Regions from separate parts of the Mus musculus genome. Here all the other regions are linked to region 1. The links are chromatin contacts, called in public HiChIP or PLAC-seq and promoter capture Hi-C maps. All regions are on one chromosome and are shown on one strand. Each heading gives the region's core, a stretch centred on a gene start, on an enhancer-like site or on the middle of the called end of the contact. The rest is flanking DNA. Distances are from core to core; before and after follow the strand shown.

Evidence for each region. Promoter capture Hi-C pulls out the DNA fragments that hold promoters and counts their contacts. HiChIP or PLAC-seq counts read pairs in DNA pulled down with a chosen protein or histone mark.
Region 2: a contact with region 1 is called in an H3K27ac HiChIP or PLAC-seq map of extraembryonic endoderm stem cells, with 4 times the contacts expected there. The contact joins the enhancer-like site here to the promoter of Gramd1b in region 1. A contact is called at or near these places in 4 of 39 promoter capture datasets (the C10 cell line, the HPC-7 cell line, hippocampal neurons and 1 more) and 4 of 115 datasets of contacts at active chromatin or transcription factors (bone marrow-derived macrophages, embryonic stem cells, extraembryonic endoderm stem cells and 1 more).
Region 3: a contact with region 1 is called in an H3K4me3 HiChIP or PLAC-seq map of stem cell-derived neural progenitor cells, with 4 times the contacts expected there. The contact joins the enhancer-like site here to the promoter of Gramd1b in region 1. A contact is called at or near these places in 5 of 484 Hi-C or Micro-C datasets (the Ba/F3 cell line, bone marrow-derived macrophages, erythroblasts and 2 more), 15 of 115 datasets of contacts at active chromatin or transcription factors (bone marrow-derived macrophages, craniofacial prominence, effector CD8 T cells and 10 more) and 1 of 9 other capture datasets (macrophages).
Region 4: a promoter capture Hi-C map of the HPC-7 cell line shows a contact between it and region 1, with 2.2 times the contacts expected there. The contact joins the promoter of Zfp202 here to the promoter of Gramd1b in region 1. A contact is called at or near these places in 2 of 39 promoter capture datasets (the C10 cell line and the HPC-7 cell line), 1 of 115 datasets of contacts at active chromatin or transcription factors (memory CD8 T cells) and 2 of 9 other capture datasets (adipose tissue and liver).

Annotation. Positions count from the first base shown.
Region 1 is chr9:40,454,160-40,457,723 of GRCm38.p6, reverse strand. Gramd1b (GRAM domain containing 1B) reads left to right here and starts at 1,960. Exons shown (of 20, transcript NM_172768.2): 1 at 1,960-2,430. The coding sequence starts at 2,054.
Region 2 is chr9:40,782,679-40,786,242 of GRCm38.p6, reverse strand. It overlaps Clmp (CXADR-like membrane protein), which reads right to left. Exons shown (of 7, transcript NM_133733.5): 7 at 924-3,564. Among named protein-coding and RNA genes, the nearest start is that of Hspa8, 17 kb to the left of the region's middle. Within about 2 kb of position 1,987, at least 171 of the 459 cell types and tissues checked have an H3K27ac peak or open chromatin away from gene starts, as enhancers often do. A contact at or near this core is called in the HPC-7 cell line, bone marrow-derived macrophages, embryonic stem cells and 3 more, where this site is marked.
Region 3 is chr9:40,755,894-40,759,457 of GRCm38.p6, reverse strand. All of the region lies in intron 1 of Clmp (CXADR-like membrane protein), which reads right to left. Among named protein-coding and RNA genes, the nearest start is that of Hspa8, 44 kb to the left of the region's middle. Within about 2 kb of position 1,942, at least 182 of the 459 cell types and tissues checked have an H3K27ac peak or open chromatin away from gene starts, as enhancers often do. A contact at or near this core is called in the Ba/F3 cell line, bone marrow-derived macrophages, embryonic forebrain and 6 more, where this site is marked.
Region 4 is chr9:40,190,437-40,194,000 of GRCm38.p6, reverse strand. Zfp202 (zinc finger protein 202) reads right to left here and starts at 1,685. Exons shown (of 7, transcript NM_030713.2): 1 at 1,564-1,685.

The sequences.
Region 1 (3,564 bases), core at 711-3,210:
GCAGCCGGATGTGAAGGGTCAGGAAAGGGACTGATACTCTGACATCGCTTAGGGTGAACCGGACCTTGGCCCTTCACCAGATGCACTTCCTTTTTATTCACAGCCTCAAGGAGGTTGCATAATGAATGGCAGGATGTCTTAGCTTCCCATGTGTCAATGCAGGACATGACAGACAGCTGTTACCTCAGATGTCTTATTGACCTGTAGGGGTATATGCTATTTTAAAGTGGATTTTTTTTTCTCTTTCTCTCTCTCTGACTAGCCCTGGCTGTTCTTGAGCTCCCTCTGTGGACCAGGCTGGCCTCGAACTCACGGGGATTTGCCTGCCTCTACCTCTTGAGTGCTAGAACTAAAGGTGTGTGCTACCACCACCACCAGGCCTGAAGTGGATTCTTATGACCTTTAGGGATGTGATTTTTATTCATCCAAAGGGAAACTGGACTAACAAATACCGGCAAAGAGAATGGGCCAGATTGTGGGCCATGTATTGGGGTCTTTGTTATTCCTTTCGGTCTCCCACTGAAGAGGCAAATTCCTTGTTTGGGGTGGGGGTCGTTGAGTGTTAAACTTGTACCCCAGCAAGCTCAGTCCAACACAGAATGTCTTCCTAAAGCAGATCACTTCTACATCCCACCTCTCAGGGTTCACCTGCCTCTAGCACACTGATATACTTGGCAGGACTAGTCCATATTTCTGTTCAGAGGTCTGAGGCCACAGTAAACGGTGTGACCCAACCCATTCCCCAGCAAGATGAAGCAGCATCACACAGTCTCAGGAATGTCCAAGGATGCACTTGACTCCCTGGAGTCTCTGAGGGTGGTGCACCGGCTAACTTCTCTCAGCCTCTTTGCCTTTCACTTATAATCGGGCTATAGTTTTGGCCAGGCCACACACCATGTATCCAGTATCTTTCCCTTAATGGTCCTGTGTGTCCTGTGTCTTTCCACCCTATCGTGTGTCTTTGTGTCCGTGTCTGGTGTCCTCAGCTTATTCTACAGAACTGTCTTTTCTTCCCAGCTTGCCATTTTGGAAGCAGCCTCCAGGAACTTTCCATTTTCCTTCTGATTATGTATGCCCTGTCTTCCTGGTCAGCACTCCAAACAACTCGGAGAACGCGCATTTCTTAGGAGAGAGATTTGGCTGAAAAGTCACCCAGTTTTCCTTCAACCCTGTATCTTGGGTGGTCTGCGAGGGAGGGCTAAATCCATTGATTCCCCTCCCCCAGGGGAAAAAAAAACAGGGAGTTTGCTAACCAGAGCTGCTTAGCCAATCGTTGCCTTGAGAAAGTTTGGATTGTGCTCCTATTTCATTAGGCTGATTGGAGCAGCCTTGACTCGGAGGTATAGTCCCTCCCCAAGGGATTCCGTGTACAGTTACAAGGCTGTCGCTGGCTGTCGCTGCCTGTGCGTGTCCTTTCAGGCTAGCAACCCACTCCCTCCTCAGCCCCCACCCCCCTCCACCTACTCCACCTTTTTTTGTTTTTATCTAGTGTCTCCCTTGCTCTCTCTCTCTCTCTCTCTCTCTTTCCTCTCCCTCCTACCACCGCCTCTTCTTCCAGTCCTCCACTCTCCTGCAGCGCCAAGCCGGCTCCCCAACGCAGTCGGCTGAACGCAAACCACTGAGAGTTTGCTGCGCAGTTCCCTGGGGTCCGGGGCCGCCGAGTCCCGCTAAGGCAAAGACACCGGCAGAGAGAGCAAGCGAGCAAGCGGGCGCAGCGGAAGACAAACACACGGGCACGCGAAGGGGAGCCCCAGGAGGGCAGCCGGGTGGCAAAGCTTGGCAGGCGACTGTCACTGCGTCCCGGGTCGCCTCTTCCCTCGTCGGACTGAGCGAGGAAGCGCGCTTCTTAAAGTTCTAGACCGCAGGAGGCGGCGTCCCCTTCAGTCCCCTCCTCGCGGCGCTCCAGGAAAAGGAACTTGATCTACTGGCAGGCTCGAGCCTCCCGCTGAACGTGAGAGGGGATAGTGCCACGGGCCCCAGGGTAGGGAGCCGAGAGAGGAAGCCTCGAGCCAGGCTGCAGGCGGAGGGCACGGAGCAGCGGCCAGGGACCCCGATGCCGGCGGCCAACATGATGGAGAACCTGCAGCTGCCCGCCCTGCAGGTGCCAGAACCTCAGGGCGCACCCGAGGGCAGCGCGGTGTGGTCCAGCTCGTCCACCCCCACGCTTCGCCGCCGGCGCTTTAAGATGCGCCGGATGAAGAACGTGCAGGAGCAGAGCCTGGAGGCGGGGTTGGTAGCCCCGGACCTACCCGGCGTCCTGGCCCCCGGCAAGGAGTTCCTGCAACTGCCGTCCATTGAGATTACGCCCTCCAGCGACGAGGACACCCCGTGGTCCAACTGCTCCACACCCAGTGCGTCCCCGCGCCGAAAACGCTTCCTGCTCCGCAAGTGGCTGAGGGTGAGGGAGCGGAAAGAATGCAGTGAAAGCAGGTAGGTTCCAGTTTCTCTCCAGCAGTCTTCCCCTGAACCTCTCGCCCCTCCCCAGGGCGGTCTAGGACCCTAGGGCATTCTGGTGGAAACTTCCGGGATCAAAGAAGGAGCTTATCGCGTCACCTTGGCGTCTTCAGGCACTGCCAGGGCACCAGGGCTACCACACAGCCTAGAACTAGGGACTTTACATTACTTGATGTGTTTGACATAGGTTCATGCTGCGTTTCATTTCTTGACCCTCACAGCAAAATGGCCAATACAGTGTTATCTTTTATTATCTCTTAAGCCCTTACTGTGCGCAGACTACTGTCTGTGGTGAGGGCTTCACCTGAGGATGGAATTTGGAGAAATTAGGTAGATAGTATTAGGCTATGATTCCATTGTACAGGTGGAGGTGTCGGGAGACTAGTGACAGAAGTTTAAGTGACGCCTCCACATGGACTTCCGAATCCCATTTCACTTTTTGTCATTTTCTTTTTCCTACACTACCCTGCTGGTACAGGTCCATGTTGCCTATGGAGAGGTGACGTATTCACATTTTCTACCACATCACGGACACATCTCACGATCGATCACCGTGCCAGCTTCAGTTTTGCTAGGGAGATGTTTGCTGTTCACATTCAAGAACTAGCATGAAGCTCACAGGGTAATGTGTGTGTGTGTTGCTTCAGGAAGTTGCCCATGGTGGCATGGAGTCCCCGCTACTCATGGATACCATGTCCCCTCTTCAATTTACTTCTGGACTCGGGGTATGACCATTAGCAGAGGTCTGTACTATTAGAGGGGGCGGGGTGTTGCTGTTATTGCTGCTGGTGGTAACTAATGGGAGTTCATTCACCCTATCATTTCACTTTCGTTCATTATCACTTATTGAGTGGGTCTCAAAAGCTCAAAAGTGACACCAGCAAGTGTGGGGATCTTGAGGGGGTCTCCAGGGTATGAAGGGGTGTGGAAGCTAAGCTTGATAGGACACTTTTAAAAAGTTTGCCTAGCATACAGGTGCCCCTAGCACTTCCAACATAAAATAAATAAATAAAGCTGTGTGGCACCTGCTTGTAGGCCTAGAACTCAGGAAGAAGAGGAGGAGGATCCTTGGGGTCTGAGATACATGGAGGTTACACGGAAAGGTTGACC
Region 2 (3,564 bases), core at 738-3,237, 330 kb before region 1:
GGGGGGGGGGGGGGATCCTTAGCTGTAAGTACTTGGCTAGCCTGGGCTACATGAGACCCTGTCTTCAAAGAAAAGATATCCTCTCTGTCACATGATGTTTCAGTAAGTGATAACTACCATTATTCTCTTTCTGAAACAGGTTAACAGGTTTCACTATCCCAAACTGGGTGAACTTGAACTCCTGCTTCCTATTGAGCGCAAAGATTCCAGGCCCGGGCCACCAGCCTGTCACCTTTTTCTGTTAGATCTATGTGGACTTCTGAAAAGTTACTTGCAGATTCTGTGACTCTCAGTAGTCACTTCTCTTTTCAGATCCCACAGTGTAGGATTCTCTGTTGGTACTTAGTCTTGGCACAAAATACTTGCTTCACAATTATTCAAAGTCCCTCAGGGCAGCCAGTTCTGTGACACTTATGCTTAACATTCTGCCTTGAGAAGAAAAAAAGGATTTCATATACTGATGAGGCAGCCTGCTTTAATTACTTGTCTGCTGTAATTAACTTGACCATGATGATTTGGGCCTGTGGTCTTTCTCCTCTCATCTTTGGGATTAACTAGACCCCGGTAACTGAATTAAATAAAACTCGTGACTGAAACCAATCACTAATCATATACGGTCCGAGTTCTGTTCTTCTGGCAGCAAGGCATACATACATATCCTGTGCAGGTTAAATAGCCCCAGCTCCTCCTTGGGTGCCACCGTCCCTTATTTATTTTCTCATTGCTGTTACAAATGGACTTACAATCAATAACTGCTTTTGTGACAAGTACCACCCGGTTTACAAGGCAACACAGCAGACTGACACACAAACAGCATAGTACCAGAAACGAAACATACCATAAATACCTTTTGGAACAGCAATTCTGAAATGCTTTGTGTACAAGATGACAACAAAAACATTAATCTTACTATTTTACAAATGTCAGTTTGGCTTATATATTTTATTGAAACGGTTATTCTTTAAACATACACATTCCTCCTCCTGCATTTTCTTACAAACATTTATTATTACTTTTTTTTTTTTTGCTTTTGCCCATCAGTTTTTTGTTTGTTTGCTTGTTTTTGTTTTTTCCTTTTCTATTTGTTTCACATTAAAGACTCAGCTGGCTTGGTTTGCAAAGTCAATGGAATAAGGTTTGGAGCCAGTCATGGCTTTTGCTCCATCTTCAGCTCATTCTCTGTCTTATTTAACCGCGAATGGCTGATGCTGAGGCTCTGTCGTTACTAAGACTTCAGTGCCTTATCTCTCAGAATTTCTCAGCTCCCAGTATAATGTTTGGCGTGTTTTAATGCAGTTTTCCATTGGAAAGAGTTTCCAAAGTAATTTGGATATTCAGTGGTATTGGTTTCTAACAACACGTTTAAAGAATTGGAATTTCCTTTTCAGACAAAGGGGACTGATCCCTGCTTGCAAAGCACAGGCAGGAAATCCGATGCTCAAAGGCAGGGAACAGTGAGAAAATTGCTCCTGACAGCGCAGCTGCAGCCTTCATGGTAAGCTTGCATGGCTCAGGGACTCCAGGAATGAGAACGCTCAGAATTATATAGCAGGAGAGACATGTTGCTTGGATACCATCCTCCAAGAAGGATAAAGTGTAATCAGAGTAAGGGGCTTAAAATAAAAATCTTACAATGAGATAAGAGTTAGTATAAGAAGCATTCAAATATGCCGGTTCTCTCAAATGGACAGGCACCTGTGTTGTTTCCTCAATGTCTCTTATTTCTACCTCTTTAAAAGGAAGACAAAACTCAGGTTAGGACGGTCACTTTAGCATGCACAAAGCCCACCCAAACGAACCCCAAACAACTTAACGCAAGCATCATTTCCCAGGCACTTTAGAAGGAAATGTGTGTACATCCTGTGAGGATGCTCTTATGCCAATTAAACGTAGGAATAAGAAGCCAGAGACACAGGGCAGTGGTGAGCCTCAACCTTTTCCTGGAAGCATCCGAGTCCTGCTCCAGAGAACACTTCATCTCAGCAGCCACAGCACTTCCGCTTTTCTCTAGCCTTTGCCCTGGTCAACAATAGGAAATGCTCCGCTCCACCCACCACGACCAGCTGACTTTGCTTTGTTCTTTGAAGGGCTCATTCAGGTTTAGCAGCTGTGCCTTAAGTGCCCTAATCTTCAAAACCTTCTAAAAGGCAAGTTACTTGTCCTGGAAAGGCTGCCTTTTTTTTTTTTTTTTTTTTTAAACATTTCTCAGACACCTTTCTTCTCCTTGTGTGAGTTGTTTGATACTTTTGCTGGTAGTGAATCCTTTCTGCTAATTCCTTCCCAAGCGCCAACGCCAAAAATGTTAACAGCCTTGAGCTGAACCCACTCCCACCGCCCACCACCCCTTGTTTTGCTCACCACCTACTCCCTAATGGCAGTTTACTCCTTCCAAGTCTCTTGGAGTCTACCGCTGAGAAGAAAGACAGCGAGGATACCGTTCAACCTCTCAGCGGGGAGAGGGCCATGGGAGGGGTTTGGGTTTCAGTGCCTTTAGGAAATGATTGCTGAAAATTTAAGGCCTAGAATCATCAAAAGTCCCACATTTGCATCCTTCTAGAATGAAAGAATCGCCAAGTTTTGGGCCAGTATCAAATGTCCTTTGACCTACTGAGAGAAAGGTCTACTCTCCCTCTCTATTCCAAGCAGTCTTGAAATTCTGGTTGCTCTTGTTCCCAGAAAGAGGAGCAGGAAGTGGTATGCAAGGGGATCTTTCAACATCCCTGAGAGACTTTCTCTAGAGGACTGTCCCTAAGGACATTCATTAAGTGACATGTAGTGAGTATTTGTTTCTCCTAGAAACATCCAGCAGAGAAGTCTTTAGGGGAGTCAGTCAAATTGGAATAAAGAGCCACAACTGCCCCGGGATAATCGTCTTGATATCTGTTGTCAAGCCTCTGAATATCAAAAAGGAAAGCTCTTCAGAGAATCATGTCCCATCTTGGTTGGACTCCCTCCTTAGTTATTATTTTAGGGTTCGACGGAAATAGGAAGATTGGCTGTTGATGAGGTAAGAGAAAAGTCCCTTTTCTCTGTCTCCCACATTGCAAATCCTCCCCAACCAACGTTCAAACCTTATGACACAAGAAGTCAAGTCAAAGTAGAAAAAAAATGTGTTTCCTTCTTTTTTTTTTTTTTTTAATGTGAATTTCTTAAACGCAGTTCTCCCAGTACATGTTGCAGATAGGTATATTATAAGGCGTGGGCTTCTGTTTTGACTATCTGAATAATCACACTAATCCAATAAATTTGCAGAAATGAATAGAAAATTGATCTACGAGATTCCCGCTTCTTCTTGACTGTGGTGACTTGCAACATCCTAGGTAAGATGTTTCAGGTGTGTGCAGCCTCACCTTTCCCTTTATTTTCACCAAATAAGCTTGGGCCCCTCCTCCCCTCCACTCTGTCTGAAGGCACAGTGAGGTGCCTTTAGAGATAGATGGTCAGCCTCCGTCCTTGTGTTTGTTTGGTATCCTATATAAGGAGGGTACTCATCAGAACTGGTCCGTGCCATTTCTGCAGCTACTTAAGTGAGATCGTATCTGGCTGAGGGGCTTGCGTGGCTGG
Region 3 (3,564 bases), core at 693-3,192, 300 kb before region 1:
CGGAGAATGAAAACATGACAAACACCATTGTACTATAAAGGGAAATTATTCATGCTAGGAGAATTATGTAAATCTAGAGAAGTTCATGGGCATCTAATTACAGGGTTCAGGACAGTCTTCCAAGGGCTTGGTAAATATTAGAAATGTTGTATGGAAATCATCTGTCTAGGAGAGGGTAGCACTTCAAGGTTCTAAAAGAAAGGAAACTGCTGGTATCGCTGAGTGCCTTGCTGGTCATGCTGGAACACATCTATAAGCCCAGCTACTTGGGAGGCTGAGCCTAGATGGTCACTTGAACTTGAGCATGACAGTCAGACCCTGTCTTTAAAATAGAGAAAACAAAGGTCAACTCTAACGTCCATGTGCCCCTAATCCCATCACTTGGAGTCTAAGGTAGGAGAATCAAAAGTTTGGGGCCACCCGGGGTAAAAAAAAAAAAAAAATTAAAAAGATGGGGTCAGGGGCTGGTGAGATGACTCAGTGGGTAAGAGCACTGACTGCTCTTCTGACGGTCCTGAGTTCAAATCCCAGCAACCACATGGTGGCTCACAACCACCCATAATGAGACCTGATGCCCTCTTCTGGTGCATCTGAAGACAGCTACAGTGTACTTATATATAATAATAAATAAATCTTAAAAAAAAAAAAAAAAGATGGGGTCAGAGAGTTGGTTCAGCAGTTAAGAGCACTGGCTGTTCTTCCAAACCAGGATTCTTGCCTCTCTTATCACGTGTACCCCAGATGTCAAGTTCTTTTAGAACAAATGTGGTGCAAAGTGCAAGGCTGTGAAATGCAACACACGTGTTACACTTATATTTGAACAAATGTGTATGTGCCGAGCTTATGTGGTGCAACCAATATAGAAATAACTTTTAAAAAAAGATTTATTATATCTAAGTACACTGTAGCTGTCTTCAGACACACCAGAAGAAGGCATCCAATCCCATTACAGATGGTTGTGAGTCACCATGTGGTTGCTGGGAATTGAACTCAGGACCTCCAGAAGAGCAGTCAGTGCTCTTAACTGCTGAGTCATCTCTCCAGCCCAAAATCATACTTTCAAAATCATACTTTTACTGCCTATGTGAGAAGATTTCCTGTAAACTAACATAGTTTTGCTTTTGGTTTTTGCTTTTGTGAGTCTGAATACATAGCAGATAGCCAGTCAGCATTTAGACCTATTTTACTGTTGAGTGAACCTTGGCACAGGGGAGGAACATCGTGAGATGAGGTCCGGTTAAATCATTTAGAGTGGAAATGCTCTATAACATTGCCGGTTCTCCTTCAGCCCACATGGCAGCCCTCAGGAAAGCGGAGAAACTGACTGCACTGTACTGTGTTGGGCTTGGCCGAGGATGCGCTAGCTTTCATTCGCCGCTGAAACCCGCAGAGTTGTCTTAGCTTCGTGCAAAGCTCAAGAACTGTACACCACCCTCGTGCATCCAGGAGGCCCTTGCTATATGCAGAATAAACAAATGCAAAGGCTCTGCTGTGAGACTTGCTGAGGGAGGCCACTAGAGGGAAACAAAGGCCCAGATTTGGACGATGTCCCCAGAGGGCCGGAACAAGGTGGTGGGCGGTGTACACTGCGCTCTCTAGCTTCTATTTATAACACATCCAGAATTAAATACAGCAGCGCCAGGAGGGTGCCTTCGTGAATACAAACGACTTCAGCGAGGCAGGGAGTGTCAACCAGAGCCTACGGATCTGCCTATTTTCTTGAACCTTAAGTCCCCGTCCTCCCTCCTCCCGACCCCCCCCCACCTCCTCCCCACCATCCTCCCCCCTCCCCCCAACTCCAAGATGCTACCAGATTTCTGGGATTTTTTTTTTTTTTGGTCATCTTAAGAAATAATTTTTACCATATGTTGAATCTACAGTTTGAGCTGGCAGGGCCCTCGGTAGTGTTTGTGGGAACTGCTTAGCATGTGCCTGCCATCTGGTGGGTGAGAGGGAATGGGCAGGTCCAGCCACCCTCTGGCTGCTAGCATAGGATTTCCTGGGCAACAGGGATCAACCTTAGGGCGAAGAAACCCTTACAGTCGGTATAACTTAGGAGGAGATCACAGCCTGGCCAAGCTAGTGAGTCGCAGGGGTTCAGGGAAGGGAAGAATTTTTGAAATTTTTGCTGCAGTATTTATCGATAGGAAGCGGGGTTTGGAAAGAGGCTTCTTGTGTATATGCAAAACGCCTTCCTGGAAGCCTTGGGCTTTCCCTAGTGGGGATTTCACGGGCAACTCAGACACTTAACAAGGTGCTAGTGGGAACCTCTCAGCCTTAGCGTTATCAACAGCCACTCCCCCACCCCCATCCCCCGGCCTGGGGTCAGCTGCCCTGGAAACCGCTCCCTCCGTGCTCCTCCATGGTAAGGTGGGACTAATTCTTCGTGTACTTGCTGCTTAAGATTAGCTTAAGATTTTGCGCTCTAAAACCTTGGGTCTCATTGGACTCCTTTGATCATTCCAGACTTTTTTTCAAAAAGACCAGGCAAGAAGGAGTTTTAACAAAAAACATATTCATATCCCCCGCCCCTCTCATAAGGGATAGTGGGCTGGGCCGTGACCAAAGAACAACCTCTAACCTCTCTTCTTCCTAAATAAGACTTTACTACTTTCCCAAAGCTCATTGAATGCCCAAGGCGGACAACTTGTCCCTAGTCACCCATGTTTGCTCTTCCTGAAAGGTTACCCCATGAGTACAGGCTCCCTACATGTTCCCAAGCTCCGAGTAATGAACTAAGGAAATGACCCCTGAATGTATAGTCAAAGCAGGCTCTAGGCAAGGCCGCAGCTCTTGGTGTAGGAGTTATCATCCAAGTAATTTACCAGCCTGTGTAGATCAGAGTTTACAAAGTTAGAGCATCCCATGGCAGGGATCGAAAGTCTGGTCTTTCACATTGTGCAGTATACAGTACAGTGCCCTCTAGTGGGCGACACAGATGTAGCCTCCCTTTCTTCCATTGAGTGAGAACATTTTTCAATGGTTAGGGGACATTTAGTATTCACTAACCTTGAGTGGGAGGAGTTTCCCCATATTTTGCTTTACCCAGAATGCTCCAGTAAGCCTCAGGAGAATGGATGCATCGGATATACGTAAGAAAGTAAGGTATTAGAAAGTAAAGTCATTCGGATATTTGCAAGCCTGAAGCAGGGAAAAAGCTGTGAATACTGTGACTTCAAAGTTAGCCTGGGCTACACTGACTTATCCTGTCTAAAAGCAAAACACAGAGAATGAACAAAAACAAAGGGAAAAGCCGTATTTCATTGTATAGATCAAGAATTAAGACACGGGCTGGTGAGATGGCTCTGAGTTCAAATCCCAACAACCACATGGTCGCTCACAACTATCTGTAATGGGGTCAGGTCCCCTCTTCTGGCTTGCAGGCATACATGTATACATAATAAATAAATCTTTAAAAAAATTAAGACACACAGTGACTCAAGCCAAGTTGTAGAGTCCTGTGGGGTGTGGGGGTGTATGTGTATGCATGAGTGAGGCATTCACACTTTCTGGAACACTGTATACATTTCATGAGGCACCATGGACCCGGATTTAGACAGTCTC
Region 4 (3,564 bases), core at 436-2,935, 260 kb after region 1:
CTCAAACCTCTGTAAGGCAGGTACCAAGAGGGAGGTCTGGCCAAAAATAGTGTTTCTCAAAATGGTCAATACAGAACACAGAGCACCACTTCAGTCTTACATGCGGATTCATGTATGATAAACTCCATACCCACTATCTGGGCAAAGGAAGTAAATTTGAGGTTTCATGCAGAAAAGCACAAACTTATCCAGCAACGCTGACATTCAGGCAGGAGAGGAAAATAAAACAGAAAGCCTAGGGTTGTTTTATGCCTGTGTTGAGTGGTATAGTCACCACACCTGTATATTCTGAAACGACAGGAGTCCCTCAATAGTGATGTAGGTCTTGCAGTGGCCTTGGAATGACTGTCTCCTGCAATTATACAGGTAGAATGCAAAGGGTGTGTACATAGGAGACAGGAGGAAAGGTCAGCAGCTGTCTTAGAAGAAAAATGTACTGCCTTCCTCCTAACCCTTTTATGTTAGGCAGCAATAGCAGAAAGTGACTCAAGATATTTGATGGCCTCCAAATATCCCACTGTCACTTGCTTCTCCTAGCAAGCTTCTCACAGCCATCCTGACACTTCATTGAAACTGTTTTCTGGATTAAGGTCCATGGGGCTGCTTCAAAGAAAAAGCTGCACAGAGAGATGCCTTGTGACTTCGTTGCCCCAAGCTTTCCCTACTGCCTTTCACCTGTAGACTATGGACAGAATAACCTGACAGCAAAACCCTAGATGTGGCACTCCTAACCACGACCAAGACGATAAGCTGGACCTAGAGATCTCCCTTTGGGGAGTTCTGCACAGAGAAAAGACAGCGCTATCCATGTGTAGAATACGAGACAGCCACAGCCCAGGGGAAAGTGTGTGAGAGGACCAGGTCGGCCATGGAATAAAAAACTAGCAAACTTTCAGTCCACTATGGAAAGTCCCGCAGATGGTGAGATGAGCTGGAGAAGAGGTCCCCGAGCTGGTTGTCAGGGGTAGGAAGAAAGAAGTTCAGACAGTGCAGACAGTAGCCTCTAGCTCTACAGGGAAGTTCTGAGCCTGTCACTAAGCCAGGTGAGAGCCACACGCTAGACGGCCAAGGACTGGCAAGGATCACAGGTGATAAGATCGCATGTGAAGGGGGCGGGGTTCGCTGGGAAGGAGGGAAGGCAAAACCTGCAGGGAGGGCTCTGGAGCAATGTGCGATGCAGAGTGAAAAGTCTGAAGAGAGGGGAAGGTGGGCGTCAAGGGGCCTAGGCTACACCCCACTGGCTTCTAGCGCACCGGAGCGGTTGGTATGGACGCAATCCGAGGGGCACAGTGCATGTCCGCAGGCCCCCAGAGGGGGCGGAAGGAGGTGGCTGGGCAGAGAAGCCTGGAGTGCCACCCTTGTCTCCGGACGTCCCGGCTCTGGCCGCGAGGAGGTGACATGGTTACAACGCCCAGGCCGCGGGGACCCCGCCGCCACCCCTTCCCTGGCAGGCGCTGTCCCCCGGCGCCGGGGGGGCGGGGTCTGCTGCCCCTCCCAATGCTCCTGCCCTTCCCTCCCCGCCCGCTGCGGTGCCCGCTCGCCGGCCAGGTCCCCGACACTCACGTCTCCCGCGGCTCCGGCGGCTCCTCCCCTGCCCGGTGCTCCCCCACCCACTCCCGGCCGAAAGAGCCGAGCGGGATCCGAGTCGCGCGGGGCCCAGCGGGTCGGAACACGTGGGTCCTCTGCGCCCGGAACCGGAAGCGACCACTCGCCCCACCTCCAAGGGGTGCTGGAGCCTGTCTAGGCTGTAGGAGGTTTGGTCCACTCGTTGTGTTCCTGTTGGTCGAAGCCTGGGGCTTCTCCAGTGAGACCCATGCCGGGAAGCATTCCCTGGACTGCTGCCCTCTATGGCCAGTCCCCTTTGCGGCAAACCCATCACCTTCCTAGGCGTGGTATTCATTGTCCACTTCCTACAGGGTTTTGTTTTCATCTTTCATGTTGGTTTTGGTATCTACATCTCCACAAGAGAATCCCCTCCTTCCCACGCAGTTTTCTTTTCCTTCAAGCATGGAAGAATAAAAAAAGAAAGGTTTAGATTTGAATGCTGGCTCCTTCATGCACAGCTGTTGCCGGGCCGCCAGAACATCTGCCTGTCAACTCTGTCCGTCTTGAAAAAACACAAACTGTTGGTCTTAGAACTAAAAACTGGAAGGTAGACTGAAGCTCAGTAAGGAAATGGTGGTGTTGTCTATTAACCTTTGTGTGCTATTTTGGTGCCTCTTTGCCACTGTCTTCCCTGATCTAAGTTGTTCATTTTTGTCTTTGTCCCTAACACTTCTATAGTCCATCTTGCCCTGAATGTCACATGGTGACATGTGCAAGTCTTCTCCTTTCAGCCATTTCTTGAAAACCGTTTCCGTTCATGGGACAAACTGCTCGAGACTGCTTAGCATACTTTGAACTGGACATGTTAATTGCTTTTGCTAGAGAGGCAGCTGTGTTCTGCAGAGGGTGTTACAACACCCTTGATCAAAGCTTTGTTGAAGCCCCAACTGGAAGACTGTTCTTCGGTCAAAGGAGTGGATGGAGTCTACCTCTAGCCTGGCTGAAGACCGAGCAATCGTGAGATTTAATCCAGTTGTGCCCAGCCAATCACCTGACCACCCCACCAGAATGCAAGTTCACTTAATACCGTGGTAAAAGACATGGGAGTTGGTGACGGTATCCCTTTAATGAGATAGATAATGTACTTTTTCAGAAACCTGATTCTGTTCAGTTCAGGCAGTCAGTGCCAGAATGGGCAGGTCTGTCTGCCCTTCTGAGTCCTGACTAAGGTATACTTTTCCCCTCCTCCTCCTCTTCCTCTTCCTGTTCCTCTTCCCCCTCCTCCTCCCCTTCGTTTTTTTTTTTTTTTTTTTTTTTTTTTTTTTTTTTTTAAATCTTTATCTGAGGACACTGGACAGAGCCAAAGTATGCTTTTTCTGTTACTTGGAGCCTTTCTATTATTTTCTGAAGTATCCCTCCCTCTGCTGCACTATGTGACTGCTTACAATGACAGGTTTGTTTTCTTCCTCTTGTCCATTTTCTTTTTCTAGGCAGGGGCTGAAACTGAAATTTAGTTTGCCTGCTCTGTTTTTTTTTTGTTTTTTGTTTTTTGTTTTTTGTTTTGTCTAATAAAATTGTCTTTGAGGTTTCTTCTTAGTGCATTTTAAAATTCTATCGTTAATGGGGCTAAGTACCCCGAGAAGGGTACTAAGTAATGAAGGTTTAGTATGAGAATTTGCTCCTCCAATTATGGAGGCTGAGATGATGGTGCAGGATCTGTGTGGACTGCAGAATGGAGAGCTGAGAAACTGGTGGCGACATCCAGCCCCAGAACAGGTAGGTGAAGGTGGGGTGTCGCTGCAAACCCGGCATCAGCAGGTTCCAGGATCAGGTTCTTGGTATATCAGGATGAAACAATGCCTTGCCTTAAAAGAGGGTATTTTGCTCTCTCCTGCCTTTCTCTTCTATTCAGCTCTCAACAGATTGACTGAGACCCACTGATTCAAGTGCTAATAACTTCCACACTCAAACACATGGCAAGGGTGTGTAAGGGACACAGATTTTTGTCCAGTTATCTGG